Regions from separate parts of the Sus scrofa genome. Here region 2 is linked to region 1. The links are chromatin contacts, called in public HiChIP or PLAC-seq maps. All regions are on one chromosome and are shown on one strand. Each heading gives the region's core, a stretch centred on a gene start, on an enhancer-like site or on the middle of the called end of the contact. The rest is flanking DNA. Distances are from core to core; before and after follow the strand shown.

Region 1 (4,111 bases), core at 652-3,151:
GGTGCCTGATTTTTCTTTCAGTGGGGTAATGCAAAGTGATTTGCATCTGTTAAAGGACTTTATCTTAAGTACTGAGACTGAGCCATCTGGGACAACTATGGTGATTTTTGCTCTGCTTTGGCTCCTGTGTATGGTACACCATGGCCAAACACAAAAGTGGACTAAATGCTTCATTCTGCGACACAGTCCCTTAAGAAAACTGCTCTTTGTGATGCGAATGTGTTCACCTTTTGTTCATGAAATCAAAGCAAAGGTCCCTTTCTATTAAGTAGTCTAACTTATTTATATTGGCAAAATTCCCTTTATTGTGCAGTTAGGTAGGTTTTCTATAGTCCTCAGGAGCAAATTATCTGTGGTTTAAGAACAGATTCTGGATTCAAGTGCCTTTTTCTCCTATCGGGAAAAGTGAAAGTCTAGAAGATAGCCTTCATCTTAAAAACCAAGCGAAGTGTCTTCTTGCACAACTCTCGCTATTTGTTACAGTAGCGTAATCTGTGACTTCTATGCGGACGTGTATCAAAGGCTGCGTGGGATATTAAAAATAAAACCCCCTTTTTTTCCTCCCCCCGCCCCCGCCAGTGTGGGATTCCCTCAGTCAGAGCACAGAACTCGCTGGGGAAGGGCTGGTATCTGCACGCGGTGAAGCTCTCGGTGGAGGTGGGGAGGTCGGGGTGGGTGGGGTGCGGTGTTCCTGAAGCAACAGATGAGGGATTTTGGCCGCGTGGGAAGTTAAATGCGGAATTCCTTCCCTTGGATCCTGAAAGGTGCTCTTGAGAGACAGATTAGGATGCAGAGTGCGGCCCAGGAGGCGGAGGGCAAGGGGGCGAGCCAAGGACACCTAACCTCAGCGCGCTTAGGGGAGCTCTGCGGAGATCGAGTTCCCAATTTCCTCCGTCTCGCCTTCGAATCACCCACCCTAACCCGAGGCCGACCCAGATGGGCAGGCAGTTTCTTCCGGTCAATGAGTGCAGGCAGCCCGCCGTGAGCCCTCCACCCTCCCGGGTTCTACGCCTGCCGATGGTTGAGTGGGGCGAGAATCGAGAACAGCCCCGCCAAAGAAGCGTTCCAGCCTCGGGCCTCCGCGGACCAGCGGGCCACAACGCGCCCTGCACAGGAGCTGCGCGCGCCGGCCCGGATCCGGGTTCCTGAGGGCGGTACGAAGGAGGGGGCGGGGCTTGAACGGCCGCGTGGGCGCCAGTCGCGCGGGAGGGAGGGAGCCGGAGGGAGGGGGCGGGGCCGCGCCGCCCGCGCCGCGCTGGGCCCTCTCGGCCAATGAGCGGCGTCCACATGCCGCGGCGGCGGCGAGAGGGGAGGCAGCGGCGGATAAATGCTATTAGAGCAGCCGCCGCGGAGCCGTCCCCGACGCCACCTCCTTCTCCTCCGCCGCAGTTTCCTCCGTTGCTGTCGGGGGTGCGGAGCTGAGTGGACAGGGCGAGCGCGCCGCGCACCACCCCGCAGGCTCGCCTCCCTCGCTCGGTTCGGCTCTCAGGAGTCAGCCGAGCGTCCCCTCCTCCGGCCCGGCCCGGGCGGGGCGGAGAACCACCTCAGGAGAACGGGGAGGGGGCTCGGGGGCTGCGGCCTGCGCTCCCGGCGGGCGGTTGAGGGTGAAGGAGGCCCTCCCTTCTGACGAGGGGAGGGAGGGTCGGAAGCCCCCCCTCGCCCCCCCCTACGGTCCAGCTGAGCCCGGGGCGGGCGCCGGCGAGGGCAGGGCTGCGAGAGGGGCGGTTGTCTGGGGGAGGGGGCGCGGGGTGATTCAGCGCCCGGCGAGGCGGAAGCGGCCGGAGGAGGAGAAGGAGAGGGACAGGCCAGTCCGCGCCTGGGCGCCCAGGGTGGCACGAGCCCGCGGCCCGAGTGCGAGGCGGAGGCGAGGAGGCCGCGGGGACTGGAGGCGAGGCCGGCCGGGCCCCCGCAGCCATGGAGAACGCGCACACAAAGACGGTGGAGGAGGTGCTGGGCCACTTCGGCGTCAACGAGAGCACGGGGCTGAGCCTGGAGCAGGTCAAGAAGCTCAAGGAGAGATGGGGCTCCAACGGTAGGTGCTTGGTGCACGGGCTGCAGGGTCCCCGCGCCGCTCGGCGCGGGCCCGAGAGCCAGGAAAGATGGCTGACCGGGCTCCACCTCGTGGGTCTCGGCTCCGCGCCCGCCGAGGGCTGCAGACGGCGGGTTGAGCCCGCGCCCCGGCCCCCTGGGAGAGAGGGGTTGCAGGCGGGGGACCGGGGTCGGGTCTGCGCCGCCTCGTGGCTCCAGCCCTTGACCTTCCCCGCACGCAGCTAGCTCGGCGGTTTCTCACCCGCAGCAGCTGGCCCCGGTGGAGAGAGGGATGAGTCTCCTGCAGCTGGGTTGAGCCCTGCGAGACATTTTCTTGTCCCCAGTCGGATTTATGAGGCGTTGTTATAGTTGGGAATGCCTCTGACTGTTCTTGTACTATCCAGAGTTACACATCTGGCAGAAGTGATGACAGAGCTGAAATGACTCCTTGTATCAGGAGCGCTGTTAGGTTGCAATATAATTTCACATTTTGGAGTAGATCAGTGCAACAAATATTGTACATTTTCTTAGGATACCGTTTTGGTACGGTTTCTATTAAAAGTGATTGAGTTCATATATGTAGTCATGTCTTTAAAAGGCAGTGATACTTTAGTAATTCTTTTTGTAATGTCAGAGTGCTAAAATGCTTTTTTTCCCCCCTCCCGTTCTTGACACGTTGCCTGGTGGATTTCTACATCCTGCAGAGTTACCGGCTGAAGAAGGTAAGTAATCTCAACGTGTTTCTCTCCCGCTGCCCTTCATGTGCTGATGTCAAAGATGACATTTATAACTAATATGATTGTTTCTAACAGGGAAAACCTTGCTGGAACTTGTGATTGAGCAGTTTGAAGACTTACTCGTTAGAATTTTATTGTTGGCAGCATGTATATCTTTTGTAAGTATAAAACATTTTCTTTCCAAAAAGTCAACAATAAACCATAGGTAAAAAAACCAAGAAGCAAATGTCTATTGAGTGAGAACATTATGTTTGGAAATTTAAGTTGTGTCTTCATGTTTTGTGTGGGGGGTTTGGGGTTTTTTTGTATGTTTGTTTCTTTTTAACATCAAGAAGTTCTTTATTGGGAGGTCTTTTCTGTTTTGGGTTCTTCCATTGTGTAAGATCATACTAAGATGATGCTGGCTCTTTGTAGTCTGTAAATAGAACTTACAAAAGGAATATTCCAGTTGCTCTCCCTTCCTGGTAATGGCAAGGTGACAGTTGTTTCTGACAGTGACAAGAATGATGACGGCAGTGATGGCACCACTGTTGACCAAATTTGGTCACTGACCTTTAGGGTAGTATATTTATCTAAATTGGACCCCTGTCTTGAATGAGTCCTAGGTTGAGAGAACAAGGTTCAGTACAGTTGGTTCTAGATCCTAAAAGAAAAAAAATCATTGTTTTTTCTTGTTCTGTATGTGCTTACCCGTTTGAGTCCTGTATGGTTGCTTAGAAACTGGTGAAATGCAAAGAACTGCAGCAGAAGAAAGGTGATGAGGGTTGGCAAGGATATTTCTAGGTTATTAACATTTTTTCATGTTGAATACTAATTTTCTATCTCACTTTTTTTCTTGGGCAGTGGATTTCAAAGTTTTCCTAAAAATGGTCATGAATAGGACACATACGTTCCTAATCCTCACAGCATGAGATGCCTTTTGTTCTTAAAGCACAGGGTTTCATTCTTGTAAAAACCAAGATAGGAAGTGAAATTCCCTCAGTGCAGTAATTTTTTTCAGGCTTTGCAAAATTGACACCGTTTTAAGATTCCTTTTTTGTATGTTTGTACACATATAAGCCTCAGGGATCTACCTCAGTCTTTGACTGCCATATATCCAACAGGGCTATTTTGAGAACTAAATATACAAAGCAGTGGGCAGGTGGAGGGAAAAAATTGGCAAGAGGTGAACGTTTTTGGAGTTGCTGTACTCAAATACTGCTGTGAGACTCTATAACATATCATGCCATGTTAGCCAAGTGATGTGTAGCCATTAATAATAATTAATTCCTCATATTTTCACTGGATAAAATTAAGAGACCATCATAGCAAACCATTTGGCATCCTGAATTAATCACTCTGTACCT
Region 2 (4,111 bases), core at 1,151-3,650, 110 kb after region 1:
TTAAGTGGCTCAGACAGCATCTAGAGCAAGGCCAAAGGTAAATGGGTCCATCCTGAGTAGAAGATTATAATGTCATTTAAACGCAGTAGACTGCGGTGGGTCAGAATGGAGACTTCCAAGTCAGGAGGACCAAAATCCAGACATTGTGGCTCCTCCTCTTATTAAATGTGTGAACTTGAACATGGTATTTTACCTTCCTGAGGTTGTATGCCCTTCCTCAGCACATTCAATGATAAACATCTGAGTGCTTGCTGCACAAAAGCACTGTGCTCACTTCATTAGATGTTAAAGAGTGACACAAAAGGAGTTCCCTGTTGGCCTAGCTGGTTAAAGGATCCAGTGTTGTCACAGCTGTGGGTGCATGTTTGATCCCTGGCCTGGGAACTTCCACACGCTGCAGGTGAGGTCAAAAACAAAACAGGAGTTCCCATTGTGGCTCAGTGGTTAATGAATCCGACTAAGAACCATGAGGTTGCGGGTTCGATCCCTGGCCTCTCTCAGTGGGTTCAGGATTTGGCATTGCTGTGAGCTGTGGTATAGGTTGCAGACGCAGCTCAGATCTGGCATTGCTGTGGCTGTGGCGTAGGCCAGTGGCTGAGCTCCGATTAGACCCCTGGCCTGGGAACCTCCATATGCCATGAGTGCAGCCTTAGAAAAAGACAAAAAGACAAAAAACAAACAAAACAAAACAAAAAACCAGTAACACAAAAAAGTGATGCAGACTATAGATCTTAAATGTTCTTATCACAGAGTTTCCTCATGGCACAGCAGGTCAAGGATGCGGTGTTGTCACTGCGGCAGCTAGTGTCACTGCTGTGGTGCAGGTTCAATCTTTGTCCCAGTAACCTGACATGCCATGGGCGCTGCCAAAAAAACAGAGTTCTCATCCCAAGAAAAAAATATTCAGAGTTCCCATTGTGGTCCAGCAGGTTAAGAACCTGACTAATGTCCATGAGGATGTGGGTTCTATCCTTGGCCTTGCTCAGTGGGTTATGTATCCTGCGTTGCTGTGGCTGTGGTGTAGGCTGGCAGCTGCAGCTCTCATTCTACCCCTAGCCTGGGAATTTCCCTATGCCACAGGTGCAGCCCTAAAAAAGCAAAATAAGATAAAAATCTGTAACTATGTGCAGTAATAGATACACTAAACACACAAATATCCAATCATTATGTTCCACATGAGACTAATATGTCAATTACACCTCAGTTTGGGGGAAAAAAAAGACGCAAAATGTTAAACAGAGCAAAGGAATAAAATAGTGAGAATAAGGGACAATTCTAATGGCCAGAGAAGAGTTCTCTAAGAGATGTATCTGAACTGAAACCTACATGAGGAGGCAGCTCTGAGGTAAGGATTCCAAGCAGAACAGGAAATGCAAAAGTCCTGAGTTGAGAACCAGCTTGGTCTGTTCAAGTAACAGAAAGAATAGACAGGGAAGCTGAAGTACAGAGGGCAGAGTAGGTGAGATAGAGCAGGAGAGCTATATATTTGACCTCCTAGGCCGTGGGAAGGAATGTTAATTTAAGCACTTTGGAGAAATTTAAGCAGAGGAACGATATGCACTCAAAGCTGGAAACAGCCCTGTGCTGTACCTGTAATAAAACTCTAAAAATGGCAGCTTTGCAAACAGAAAGAGGCACTGCTTAAAAAGGCGCCACTCCCACTTACCAAGAAAGTCTCCCATTTTCGGGGGCGATTAAGAGAACCTTGCTGATATACCCAAAAGGAAAGATCAATCTCAGATGTGGGACGAAAGTCTAAAACTAGAACTGGGCTTCTTTGAGCCTTGGCGAGCGAAGAAATGTCCTTCGAAAAGGGGTAGGGAAGGGAGGAGTTAGCCCAACGATGTGACAGGCGCAATGCCCGGCGACAGGTGCCTCAGAAAACCTCTGCTCCTAACTTTCGGGGAACGCTCGCCAGGGTCGTCCTCAGAGCCTCCGCCTCCCATATCTAGAAAGCGCCGCTCGCCGAATCCCCCACAGGGAGCTCATCCCAGTGCCTGGTCTACCGCTGGGACCTAGTAAACTCAACTAGCGTTCCTAAGTCGGCTCTGCCCAGCGAGACCCTCGCTGACCCCGGAACGTCAGCTGAAGCCCGCAGCCGCTTCTTCCCGCCAGTCTCCGGACCCCTCAGCCCCCGCTCCCAAACCCGCACCGCTTTCTCCTCAGCCCCAGGCCGCTCCCCGCCTCAACTCACGGGTTGTTATTACTCATTGTGAGTAACAAGCTGCTAAGGAGCCGCACATTGGAGTGCAGCCCCGCGGCCGCCATGTCTCGCACGTGGTCTATCACATTCATTCCGCCCAGCCAGGCCGCGGGGAGCGGCGGCACCAGCGCTTAAAGCCGGTAGACGCTCCTTAGAGAAGACTCCAAAATGGCGGCCCCGCCGGGGTCCATCGGATCCAAACGAGGCACCGCCCCCAAGATAATAGGCAGCTACTGAAATGCCTGAAAAAAAGCAAACAAACAAACCTCAATTCCTTCCCCGCCATGCCTCGTGTGAAGCGGTACAATTTGGTTTTTGGGGTTTTTGTTTTTAGTAAGAGTTACACCAGCCTTCTGAACTGCAGTCTTTATTGAGGGTTTACAGTTGGCTGCAGACAAAAGACACCTCAGAATGTATACATGCTCAATTGAAATGCGTCTGAGAGGAATTTGTGTTTCATAAATTAATAAAAAGTGTTTAACATCATAAAAGTTATTTGTAGGTGGGGGAGGAATTCCTAACAGCTGGAATTAAATATTTCAATCAGGCGCCAGGGGCAGCACTGGCTGCCACAGGAGCTCTAGGCAAAAAGTGCCACGCCCCCCCTCAGGTGTTATGGGCACCTGCAGGCGGCTTTACTTTTTTGATTGAAGTATAATTGATTTATAATTTCCGTTAATTTCTTCTGTACGGCAAAGTGATTCAGTTGTACTTACATACATTCTTTTGATTCAGTTGTACTTACATACATTCTTTTTCATATTTTCCATTATGGTTTATCACAGGATATTGACTGCAGTTCCCCGTGCTCTGCAGTTCCCTGTGCTTGTTAATCTATCCTACATATAAGAGTTTGCATCTGCTAACCCCAAACCTCCAATACTTCCCTCCCTCACTCCCCTCCCCCTTGGCAACCACAAGTCTGTTGTCTATGTCTGAGTCTGTTTCATATATATGTTCATTTGTGTTGTATTTTAGATTCCACATATAAGTGATATCACATGATGTTGACTTTCTTCTTCTGACTGACTTTTCCTTAATAATCGCTAGGTCCATCATGTTGCTGCAAATGGCATTATTTCATTATTTTTTATGGTTGGGTAGTAGTCCGTTTTATGTATGTATACATACCATATCTTCTTTATCCATTCATCTGTTGATGGACATTTAGATTGTTTCCATCCATGTCTTGTGAATAGTGCTGCTATGAACATAGTGGTAATTGTATCTTTTTGCACTGTAGTTTTATCTGGATATATGCCCAAGAGTGGGATTGCTGGATCATAAGGCAATTCTATTGTTAGTTTTTTGACGAATCTCCATACTTCATTTTCCATAGTGGCTGCACCTATTTACACTCCCACCAACAGTGTAGAAGAGTTCCTTTTTCTCCAGCATTTGTCGCAGCATATGGAGTATCCCAGGCCAGGGATTGAATCTAAGCCTCCATAGCAACCTGAGCCATTGCAGTTAGAGTCTTTTGTTTGTTTGTTTAACGTTTTTTGGCTGAACCCAAGGTAAGTGAAAGTTCCTGGGCCAAGGACAGAATCCAAGCCACATCAGCAGCCTGTGCCACAGCTGCAGCAATGCCGGATCCTTAACCCACTGCCTGGGGCTAAGGATTAAACCCGAAACACCACAGAGACAAGCCAGATCATTAACCCACTGCACCACAGCAGGATATCCTGCAGTGAGATTGTTAACCCATTGCACCATAGTGAGAACTCCCATAGACCTTTTTTTTTTCTTTTTTTGGCCACCCCTCAGCATATGTAGTTCCCAGGCCAGGGATCAGATCTGAGCCACAGCTGCAACCTAAACTGAAGTTGCAGCAATGCCAGATTCCTAACCCACTGTGCTGGGCTGGGGATCGAACCTGCATCTCAGTGCTCCCAAGACACTGATGAC

Evidence for each region. HiChIP or PLAC-seq counts read pairs in DNA pulled down with a chosen protein or histone mark.
Region 2: an H3K27ac HiChIP or PLAC-seq map of alveolar macrophages shows a contact between it and region 1. The contact joins the promoter of ANAPC7 here to the promoter of ATP2A2 in region 1. A contact is called at or near these places in 2 of 5 promoter capture datasets (fetal liver and liver), 2 of 47 Hi-C or Micro-C datasets (heart right ventricle and skeletal muscle) and 1 of 2 datasets of contacts at active chromatin or transcription factors (alveolar macrophages).

Annotation. Positions count from the first base shown.
Region 1 is chr14:31,673,372-31,677,482 of Sscrofa11.1, forward strand. It overlaps ATP2A2 (ATPase sarcoplasmic/endoplasmic reticulum Ca2+ transporting 2), which reads left to right and starts at 1,902. Exons shown (of 20, transcript NM_213865.1): 1 at 1,902-2,032; 2 at 2,733-2,750; 3 at 2,841-2,923. The coding sequence starts at 1,915.
Region 2 is chr14:31,787,350-31,791,460 of Sscrofa11.1, forward strand. ANAPC7 (anaphase-promoting complex subunit 7) reads right to left here and starts at 2,401. Exons shown (of 14, transcript XM_021072834.1): 1 at 2,195-2,401. The coding sequence starts at 2,295.